2 separate regions of the Mus musculus genome follow, and region 2 is linked to region 1. A link is a contact called in public promoter capture Hi-C data. All regions are on one chromosome and are shown on one strand. Each heading gives the region's core, a stretch centred on a gene start, on an enhancer-like site or on the middle of the called end of the contact. The rest is flanking DNA. Distances are from core to core; before and after follow the strand shown.

What was found. Promoter capture Hi-C pulls out the DNA fragments that hold promoters and counts their contacts.
Region 2: a promoter capture Hi-C map of liver shows a contact between it and region 1, with 2.3 times the contacts expected there. The contact joins the promoter of Cfhr3 here to the promoter of Zbtb41 in region 1. A contact is called at or near these places in 2 of 39 promoter capture datasets (both in liver).

The regions. Positions count from the first base shown.
Region 1 is chr1:139,420,207-139,425,899 of GRCm38.p6, forward strand. It overlaps Zbtb41 (zinc finger and BTB domain containing 41), which reads left to right and starts at 2,177. Exons shown (of 11, transcript NM_172643.5): 1 at 2,177-2,217; 2 at 2,828-4,061. The coding sequence starts at 2,945.
Region 2 is chr1:139,658,738-139,664,430 of GRCm38.p6, forward strand. Cfhr3 (complement factor H-related 3) reads right to left here and starts at 2,269. Exons shown (of 7, transcript NM_001374101.1): 1 at 2,105-2,269. The coding sequence starts at 2,162.

The DNA of each region.
Region 1 (5,693 bases), core at 927-3,426:
TTGTGAAAAGACTACATCGATTATCTCTTGGTGCAACATAGAATACTGAATTGGGTTAAGGCTATTTATGAGGACTTCAGTCATTGTTTGTGTTGCATGGCATTTCTTCTAAGAGGACTGTGATAGTATCCAAACAGGTGAGGAATAGTTGTGCTCCTCACTGACAGGCATAGGCCTTGTATCATCTATTTGACAGTTCCATATGGGGCAAGTTGATTTATGTAAGTGTGTAATCTACATCTGTTGTCTTCATTGGGATATTGAGTATCACAATGAAGTCTCTGGGTATTTTACTAGTTATTAAAATACAGCAGTGTAAGAGATTAATACAACTTGTCCTATATGATTTTTGTCTGATGAGTGAGATAGACAAGAAACCATATTATATGGTGTATCAGTTTCTTTTCTGGTATTTAGATAGAATGCTTGACAGATGAAACGTAGTAGAGAGGATTTATTATAGTTCCAAAGAGATTGAGTTCATCTTTGTTGGACCAACATGACTGTGGTGTGTTTGGTAGAATCATTATATCTAAGGTAAACATTTGAATGAAAATTGCTGTTTTTTCACTGGACCTAGGGGAAACACCAGAATGAATAGATGGTTTTTAGAAGTACCTTGACCTTGAAGAAATCATTGTAGAAATGGTGATTTTTTTTTCTATAGAGTCTTTTTTTTTTTTTTTTCCTGAAGGAGCTTTCCATCCTTTGCCCGACTTTGGTCACAAGACTGCCCTGGCAGACCTGGAATGTCTTACATTATTGAGTACTACAAACAGTACACAGTGAAGGCTAAAGTTGCAGTGGTGTGGTGTTCTCCTTCATGAAACATCTAGCTTAGACCACAGGCCTTTGTATGAGGGGCTTGCTTTATCCCCCTCCCCAAACAGCATTTGAACAGCTGTCCGAGGTTCAGCTCATTGAGGCCGTTCCTCTTTGCTGCCTGCAATGCCATATTTCGCCCGGAAGTGACCCCATTTCTTTGATTGTCCCATGTAACTTAGAACACTGACACATGACAACAGCTGGAAAGACTTGGTGGTAGGAGCCAGACGATGGATGATAACACTGCACCCCCCCCCACACACACACAAAATTAATATCTATGGGCTTGTCTTTTCAAACATTTTCTACTTTATAATCTATAGCTCTGAGTATTTTATCATTTTCATTAGCTTTCCTTATACTATTCTGGGTGTACATTCTTCTTCTTTTTTAATTAGGTATTTATTTCATTTACATTTCCAATGCCATCCCAAAAGTCCCCCACACGCTCCCTCAACTTCTCCTCCTCCTGGGTATGCACTTGCTCGTATTTGCTAATGAGAGGGTAACCTTTTCAGATTCAGAGTTATGAAGAGAGTGGAGTTACAGGTAAAAGGGAAGGTGTGTGTATTGATTTCTTTTTGGTCACGGCCTTTGTATCAGTTTTTTTCCTTAGGTTTGTACAAACAAACTCTAGAACCTTCATCGCCAGACGGGCAATATCGGGCCACTGGGCATTCTGTCGGAGATGCAACACGTTAGGCAGGGGCTCTGAGGCTCTAAGTCCCGTAGAGGTTTGGTTGTCCTTTTCTCAGCTTCACATCTTACATGCACATCTTCTGTTCATAGCAAGGTAATAAAAACAAACCCCACAATTTTAGGTGTGCTTACATTTTACGCACATGTAAGTCGGAAAGCCATACAACTACTTCCAGCCAGCACTTTGGGTGTTTGCCACTGTGGACTGGAAACTGGCAGGTTTCCGGAGGAGGTCGCTGTTTGGTGACACACTGGAAACACACCAGTTGTCGTGGCGCCAATTCCCCCTAACCCCTCATCACAGCTATCTTCCCCTCCCGCAGCCAAGTTTTTCTGGTTCAGTTAACGAGGGCCCTTAAGTGGCCACGAAAAGCGGGTATAACGGACCTGGGACCTCGGTAGGGCACCCAGGGCAGGAAAGAAAGCTCACGGAGCATGCGCAGGGCTGGAGGCGCGCGCATGCGCTCGGGCGGATGCCGGGGCTCCCCGGCTTCTCGCGGCGGCTGGGCGGCTGCGCGGGCCTGACGTGCCTGCCTGGCGAGCGGCGGCGGCGGCGGGACTCCGCGAGGGGAAGGAGCGCCGCCGAGGTGGCTGAGGTGGGGGGCCGGACCCGGAAGTGGGTGGGCGCGGGCGCGAGCGCGCGGGGATCGGAGCTGGGCGGCCCCGAGCCGGCGCGGGAGCCCGGGCTTCCCGGTAATGGGCCTGTGGGACGCTTGCCCCGGGCAGCCTGGGAGGGAAGGGTCACGGGCGAGCGCGGGTCCCCGCCAACCCCGGCCTGGGAAGACTCGGCTTCCTGCAGTCGTCGCCCGTGCTGACCCCACTCTGCTCCCCTCCTGGGGCCGCCGTGCCTAGTGGATTTCGGAAGGTCTGTCGCTCAGGAGCCATGCCGCGCTCGCCCGGGGAAAGCATGCTAATGGAGACTTGCGTTTCGTGGCCGCGCTGGCCTTATTGTCAAGGTCCCAGCACCCAAATCGGGACTGCGGTCCCGGCCGGCCAGTCTGCCTTGTTTGCGGTCTCGGCGGGATGGTGCTCTCTGGGTTGTGTTCTCTCCACCTTATTCGTGAATCAGGCCTGGAAGGTGTGCTGTGCCTTCACTTCACACTATTCTTTTGTTGGATTGTCTTTCCCAGCCCAGCTCTCCTGGTTCCCTGCCCTAAAAAAAAAGAAAATCTTAGCTGGGAGTGAATGCACTGTCGACTTTGTAATCTAGTTACAATGTAGGAAAGACTAGTTGACAACACCTTTGGGTTATTTAAGATGGCTATGCGGTGGAGCTCTTACCTGATTCTCACTCTTTTTGCAGACCATGAAACGGTGGGGCACGCCCCTTCAGAAGCTGTTGTTCAAGACAATCTAGTTTTGTTTCATCAATCGCCTAAGTCACGTATGAAGTTTCTTGTTCAAAAATTGCCGCATTGCAATGAAGAAAAGGAGAAAGGTTACTTCAAATCTTGACGAGAAGATCCATCTAGGCTATCATAAAGACTCTTCGGAAGAAAATGCTGCTGTGGAGTGTGGCCAAGTGACCTATACTCAGGCTCCAGAAAGACCAACCCCCGAAGCTGCCCAGCGTTGCCAAGAACTGCCTCCCTCTCCAGATCAGAGAAAGCTTTTGAGTTCTTTGCAGTATAATAAGAATTTGCTGAAGTATTTGAACGATGATAGGCAGAAGCAACCGTCTTTCTGCGATTTACTTATCATAGTGGAAGGGAAAGAGTTTAGTGCGCATAAAGTGGTCGTTGCTGTCGGCAGTAGTTATTTTCATGCGTGTCTGAGCAAAAATCCAAGCACTGATGTTGTCACCCTGGATCACGTAACGCATTCGGTTTTTCAGCATTTGCTTGAGTTCCTCTACACATCGGAGTTTTTTGTGTACAAATACGAAATACCTCTTGTGTTAGAGGCTGCAAAATTTTTGGACATCATCGATGCGGTAAAGCTGCTGAATAATGAGAATGTTGCTGCCTTTCAGGCCGAACTGACTGAAAAGTCGTCACCAGAAGAAACACTAAATGAGCTAACTGGAAGACTGTCGAGTAGTCATCAGTGCAAATTTTGTAGTAGGCATTTCTGCTATAAAAAGTCCTTAGAGAATCATTTAGCCAAAACTCACAGGTCTCTGCTCCTTGGGAAAAAACATGGGTTAAAAATGCTGGAGAGAAGTTTTTCTACCCGGAGGTCAAAGAGGAATCGGAAGTGCCCTGTCAAGTTTGAGGATACCAGCGACGATGAACAGGAGAGTGGGGATGGGTCAGACAATTTGCATCAAGAAAGTTCTGAGAAGGAGAGGTCAGATAGAAATGATTCTGAGGACCCTGGCAGTGAATATAATGCCGAAGACGAAGAGCTGGAGGAGGAAGTGTCCGATGAAGACTCTGACACGGAGCAGAGTGACAAAGATAATGATGCAGAAGAGGAACCTGAGGCTGGCGACTCTGCCGGGAGCATCCATGAAGGGTTAGCTCCCGTCATCATTCAGAACAGCAATAAGAAAATCCTGCAGTGTCCCAAATGTGATAAGACATTTGACCGGATAGGTAAGGCTAACCCCTTTCCTAGCCCTAGTCACTTACCCCTTGTGCCTCTCCTACAACAGTGGTAATCACTACAAACTAAACTTTGGAAGGAATGTTTAAGAAGAGTTCTGAAGGGAACATGCTCTGATTTTCGGCACATAGTTTACCTTGTTATTTTAAATTTGTTGTGAATCAGAAATAATTTGGTATTTACCCTTTTGTGTTTTCTTCATTTTCTCTTAACAGGGTACAGGTTCTGTGTTTGGGAGAAAGACTCCAGACTGTCAGCAGTTATTCTATATAGCTTTGACTTAATATACCTGTTTAATCTTAGCAGTGCTAGTAGTTTTGAGTTACATGTACATTGATTATGATACTGCTAAGTACATTCTGCACATAAAATGATTAAAACAACTTTACATAATCTGACTTTGTAAAAGAAATCATGCAGTTTGATATATGACTATCTTGTGCTGGGTTATGTATGCTATTTGCATAGGTTAAATTTTGTTTTATAAGATTTGTAATCATTTCCTATCAAAGTAGGTATAGACTGGCTGTACAGTGAACATTTTTTTTTGCTTTTATGATACCTTTTGGATGTATTTCTAAGGATACTTTTCAGAATCCAATTTAATGGTTATTAATAATTTTACTCTTTCATACACAGAGAAATGAAACAACTTTTGAATAACTTAGTCAATGGGAAGACTATATGTGCACAAGAAACTTGTCAGTCCTGGTAGTAAATGGTCACTAGCGCTCTCAGTATGAGGATATACACAGAGAGCAGCTTTTGGGGGCTGAGGTACCTGGGAACATTTAATCTTTCCTATACATGTAAGACTTTGTACTCCCTGCTTATGGTATATACAAACTTTAATTAGCCTGATTTGACTTGGAAATCAATGAGCAAGGGTCAGTTCACTACGGGCATACAGCCAGCTTGGGAATGGCTTGGATGCTATCCAGAGGGGCTTACTTTTATCTAATGAAACTGCTGGGGATGGGGAGCTTAAAAAAAAGAGAATGACAGAGTTACAGCCAGATCATCTTGGCTTCAGTGTGAAGACGAAGTTAGGTAAGGAAATGAGAAAGCCAAGGAGGCAAGAAGGAAGCAGAGGGGCAAAAGCCATGCTGCTTGGATTTGGAAGATGAATGGCGTTGGTAATGAAAAGTGGGTGAGGGTAGCGCAGCGTTTGTGGTGAACGTCGACAGCTAGAATGGAAAGAGTACATAGAAGATAAACTTGGAATGTCTTGTGTGCCTAATCTCAAAACCACTTAATAGCTGTTCTTATACCATGCTCATTCCTTTTTCAGGATTTTACAGTTGTCCATCTTAGGTTTTTGATTATCATTTTGCTAGTCTAACTAAATTGAGGCTGGCTCAGTTAGTATGATCTGCATATTTTAGGTCATTAACAGTTAGTTCTTAACTGACTTGAACTAAGTTTAAAGGATGCTACCTGGGTTTACATTGGCTTGTATGGACCCATTGGTTTCTTTATCACCTCCTAACTTGGCTGCCATAAAGTATGTTTATGAGAGCAGGGGATAAGCACTGAGATTCTGCTGGGACTATTATGCACAATACATAACCCAGAGGTTTGATTCCATTACTTGGATCTTTTATTCTTTCTGGTGCTGCAAG
Region 2 (5,693 bases), core at 1,019-3,518, 240 kb after region 1:
ATATGTAGCAGAGGATGGCCTTGGTGGGCATCAAGGGAATAAAAGGTCCTTGGTCCTATGGAAGCTTGATGCCTCAGGTTAACTGAATGCAAGGGCAGGCAGGGAAGTGTAGGTTGATAGGTGGGTGGGGGCACACACCCATAGAAGCAGGAGGAGGGTAGATGGGATAGGGAGGTTCTGGGGGAAAATTGGGGAGGAGATAACATTTGAAATATAAATAAATAAAATATCCAATAATAAAGGAAATAAAAGGAATCTCTTTTCCATAAAAGAGACAAAAAGAATAAAGATTGTTTTACAATCACAAGATCATAGAGATGATAGGTGATAGATAAATGTATAGATAGGCAGATAAATAGATAGATGGATAGATAGATAAATAGATGATAGGAAGGCAAAATAATATCATGAAATTGGCTACTGATAATAACTTGAAGAAATAAATGAGGCAAACTATTTTATGTCATCCAACTAAAGTTTAAAGGGTAGAACTGTGTCCCAATGCATGAAGCTTCCACAAAAAAGGAAAAAAATAACAGAAAGGTAATGTCATTAGCACTGATGTCAGATAACCCCTAGAGGAAGCAGGGTCAGGCTTCTAGTCTGAGTTCTCCATCTGGACTCTCAGGAAGAGTAGAAAAAAACAACTGAAATATCAGACAGCCAATTTATCTACAGGAGGTGAGGGTGAGAAACACAACTGGAAACTTCAGCTTATTGTTTCAACTTTTCTAGTCAGTTCCTGCTGGAAATTGAGAGCACCTGGTTTGATTATGTGATCTCTACTGTTACTCTCTGTTCTATTACTTAGAAGTATCATGCAAGAAGACTTTCAGAAGGGGAAGCCCAGATAGCTGCGATAAGTTATGCCACAAGGTAGCTACCTTAGAAGATCAGTGTTGGACTTCGTAATTCCTGAAATAATGTTCTCTGTTTGTCTGTCTATCATTGTTCAGTCTGTCTGTGTCACCTATTTATCTAATCTCTTTCTCATTACGTGTTCTTTTGCTTTTCTTACTGTATAGTTTGTAAACTCACTCATTCAAAAGGAAAAGTGTGACTACTATTCTCCACACTGTACAGAGTATCAGTCATACAGTATTTACAAATCATATTGAATGGACGAAGAAGAATGTTATTTAGGTGTAGATATATATGTATATAGATATAGAAATATGTGTGCAATAATAATTTGGGAAAAAAGAAAACCTGAATCAGAGAAGAAGGAGGGGACTATGGAACAGTTGTGAAGAAAAAAGAAGAGCAATATAATTATGTGAAAATATCAAAATTATAAAAGTATAAAATAAATGAAAGCCAATTTTTTTTTTGTCATTTCACAGGTGGACTTTTCTCTCATTGAATGAATGCTTGCCTGTGACAACAATTCAAAGTGAATTCAAATTTATAGCATAAAAATGAGCTTAAATCTCTGAAATGATACAAAATGAGAAAGGGTGGATCTTAAAATAAATGTAATATGGGGACTGAGGAATTCCATAAATCACCCCTCATTTTGTGGAAACATTAGCAAACAACAAACAGGGAAATAAATACTGTTGCAAAATAGCATAATTCTTTCTTATCTCATTAAAGACATGTCCATTATCTGCAATATAATTCGTTTGAAATAGGAAAAGTTACTCATTTTAAAGACTATGAAATTAAAATATATCCAATTTGTGGAGATGAAATCAATCCCACATCGACCTAGATATATTTAGACTCTGTCAGGTACTTTTTCTTTAGGTGAAATTTCATTTTGAAATTTAATCTTCTTATATATACTATTTACACATTTACAAGATGAATTTCTTTTTTCTCTCCAAATTATAATTTAGAGGCTATTCACATTTTTCAAATTAGAGAACTGAGAAAATCCCTTTAGTCAATTTTTCTCTCTTATTGCTTATCAGAGACTATTTCCAAAATTTAATTTATTTTTACTATCAATATGTTTTGTTTTTACCTAAAATATTTCATAATTTAGTTTTTATTAATACTGTTTTATCAAAGTTAAAATAAATTTAAAATATTCTCATAGACATACAGGAGTTAAAATATTTGGCTAGAAATTTCATGTTTCAAATCTGCTTCCACTTACCTTCCCCTTTAGCAGTAGAAAGCCATGCAGTTAGAAAGATAATGGATAAGAGCAACATGCTGCAGAACCCCATGTTCTAAAGCTTAAAGCTCCAGATGTGGTGGTCCTTCTGGGAACCCCGTCATTAAAAATGCTGTGTATGACATTGAACTTCAGTGTATTACTGGCATCCAGTTTGGTAAACATCAAAGTTCAAAAGGGAGGGGCAAAATAAACAATATTCAATCAACTATTTCACAATATTAAGTTAATTATTTTACACTTATGAAGCAATGTAACATCATTCATTTTTTAGTGCCATTTTTTTTGGTCAGTCAAATTGTTATGCAGAAAGGAATATGAGAGAATAAGTTACTCTTGTCTTATAGGCACAATAGCTGGTTAGGATGGTTGGTGATTTTTTTTTTTTTTTCTTTGTAAGCTTACATAGCTACTTCTAATAAAATGAATGGTATATGTCAGGTAGGAAATTTCAGAACAGATTCAGCTTAGGATCATTTGGACCCTGTGATATGGAATTGTAGCCTTCCCCAGCCGTGAAGGAGGCTGATTCAGACCTCGCTGCCACTGAGTATGAGACCACCTGGGGTGGAACCTTCAGACTTAGATGGCTCTATTGTTCTGTCACCTGCTACTGCTCTTCTCCAAGACACTGCTACCTACTGAGAGGCCCTTGAGATATTCTGGAGACAGCAACCAACAGGCTGGCAACAGATGACATCAAGACTGGATTGGCAGGGAATGGTCCTCCCTCCTTTATAAACACAGACTCTTAGTAAACTTTGGGGCCTTGAACAGAAAAATGTCTTGGCCTTCATTATTTCTCTCGTCGTTTTCTTCTATACAGCTCCGGCCTCCCATTCAGGAACCCAGTTAGTGTGGCTGCAGGCGGCTACATCGAATACACAATTTAGAATTATCTACCTCTTGGGGACAACAAAGTGCCATAGAAACAGTCATCAGTATCTTGACTTCTATTAGACAACCTTGACCAACAACTCAGAAGAGTGCTTCTCTTGTCTAATATTGTTGTTTGATAGATGGTTTTGGTTGTAGATATGGGCCTTCACATATAGAACTGCATGTGTGTGCGTGTACACACACACACACACACACACACATTATTCTGATTGAGGAGTTAATAATATGATTCCTTATGACATTCCCATGCACTATTTCAATATTCTTTCTCTCGTGTTTTTCTCCTTCTACTTCCCTAAGTATGTCACCCTCTCCTTTTTTTTTTTTTCCTATTCCTTCTGCTAAATAATTTGTACTCTATTCTCCTTTCTGTTGTTCATCCACCCTACTACTCTGGTAATGGTATATAGTTACCTTTCTGGTTTCTGCAGTTGCTTTGGTGTATAACCTTGCATGTGAAGATTTGAAGCTAGACCTCTCTAATAAGGAAGATTATGTGAAGTTTGTCTTCATGGGTTTGGGTTACCATACTCCGTACAATCTTTTCTGGTTCGTCCATTTTCCTTAAAAGTTTATGATTTCACTTTTCTTTATAGTTGAATGGTATTCCATATTGTATATGCCAGGAATGTTTATGATCTGCTCATCATTTGAAGAACATTTAGGTGGCTTTCATTCACCATCTATTGTGGAAAGAGCAGCGATGAACATAGATGAGCAAGTATATGTGGGTCAAGATGTCAACTGATTTGGCATTTATCAAGGCATGGTACTGCTACGACATGAGGTAGATTTATTTTAGACATATTGAGGATTCTCTGTATTGATTTCCATTATGCCTGCACCAGTTTTCAATATAATAGAAGTTTCATGAGGTTTCCATTTCCACCAGCATTTGTTGTCAGGGTTTTGCTGTAATTTTGGTATTGGTGGTAGTTGTTAATCTTCACAATGCTGACAGAAACATGTGAAAACTAAAGAGTTGTTTTGATTTACATTTTCCTAACTACTAGAGTTCAAGATCCTTGTTTGAAAAATTTATTAGCCATTTTTCATCTTCTTTTATCTCTTTTCTTTTTATTACTAATCTTTCATTTAATACATCCCAACAGCAGTGTCCTCTCCCTCCATTTTTTCCAGTTCGCCCTCTACCTCCCTCCCCTTTCCCCAGATCCACTACTCCTTCATTTTATTTTAAAAAAGAACAGGTTTCTAAGAAATATCAACCAAATACACCATAACAGAATGGAATAAGACTTGACATAAATCTTTTGTTTTTTCTTTTGTACACTCTCTGTGCATATCCCAGGCCTGTTTTTGAATGGGACATTTATTTTTGTATGGGTTATTTCTTTCTTTCTGAGTTCTTTTTTATTTCTGATATTAGTCTTTTCTCACATGTATCACTAGAAAAGATCTCCCTCCCTTAGTAGGTTTCCTCTTCATCCTGTCGATTGTTTCCTGGGTTCTGCAAGAGATTTTTAGGTTTTAGAAGTTCCTCACGTCTAGTGTTGAGCTTAAATATTGTACAAAAGGAGTCATATACAGAAAGTTCTTTCGTGCACCTATATCATGCAGGTTGCCTATCATTTTGTCTAGACATGTGTTTCAGTTTTTAGGCTTAGTTCTTTGATGCATTTCAAGTTACTATTTGAGGACGGTGCAAGGTTTTAGAGTTTACACATGATCTTTCTAGGTCCTCTGCCTCTCATAATCATTATTGAGAAATCATGTGTTAATTTTATGTGCCTGCCTTTATGTGTGAGTGAATGTTTTTCCCTTTCAACTTTAAAATACTCTATGTCATGTACACATGTTGTGTTTCATTTTTAAACATCATGGGGATTTTCTCTTTCTATTACTATTTCTTTTACTATGAGACTACTTTACCCTGTTAAGCATCTCTTTCTTTATAATAGGATACATTTTCTTTCATGTTTTGTTAAGAGTATTTTCTTGTTTTGATAACTAATCATATAGAAAATGTTGGGTACTATATGTGCTGTGCCTTGTTTTTTATTTCTTTTTAATTTTCTTTTTAGAGTTAATATTTCTTTTTTTTCATTTTTATTAGGTATTTAGCTCATTTACATTTCCAATGCTATATCAAAAGTCCCCCATACCCATACACCCCCACTCCCCTACGCACCCACTCCCCCTTTTTGGCCCTGGCGTTCCCCTGTACTAGGGCATATAAAATTTGCGAGTCCAATGGGCCTCTCTTTCCAGTGATAGCCGACTAGGCCATCTTTTGATACATATGCAGCTAGAGTCAAGAGCTCCGGGGTACTGCTTAGTTCATAATGTTGTTCCACCTATAGGGTTGCAGTTCCCTTTAGTTCCTTGGGTGCTTTCTCTAGTTCCTCCATTGGGGGCCCTGTGGTCCATTCAATAGCTGACTGTGAGCATCCACTTCTGTGTTTGCTAGGCCCTGGACTAGTCTCGCAAGAGACAGCTATATCTGGGTCCTTTCAGCAAAATCTTGCTAGTGTATGCAATGGTGTCAGCGTTTGGAAGCTGATCATGGGATGGATCTCTGGATATGGCAATCACTAGATGGTCCATCCTTTCGTCACACTTCCAAATTTTGTCTCTGTAACTCCTTCCATGGGTGTTTTGTTTCCTATTCTAAGAAGGGGCAAAGTGTCCACACTTTGGTCTTCTTTCT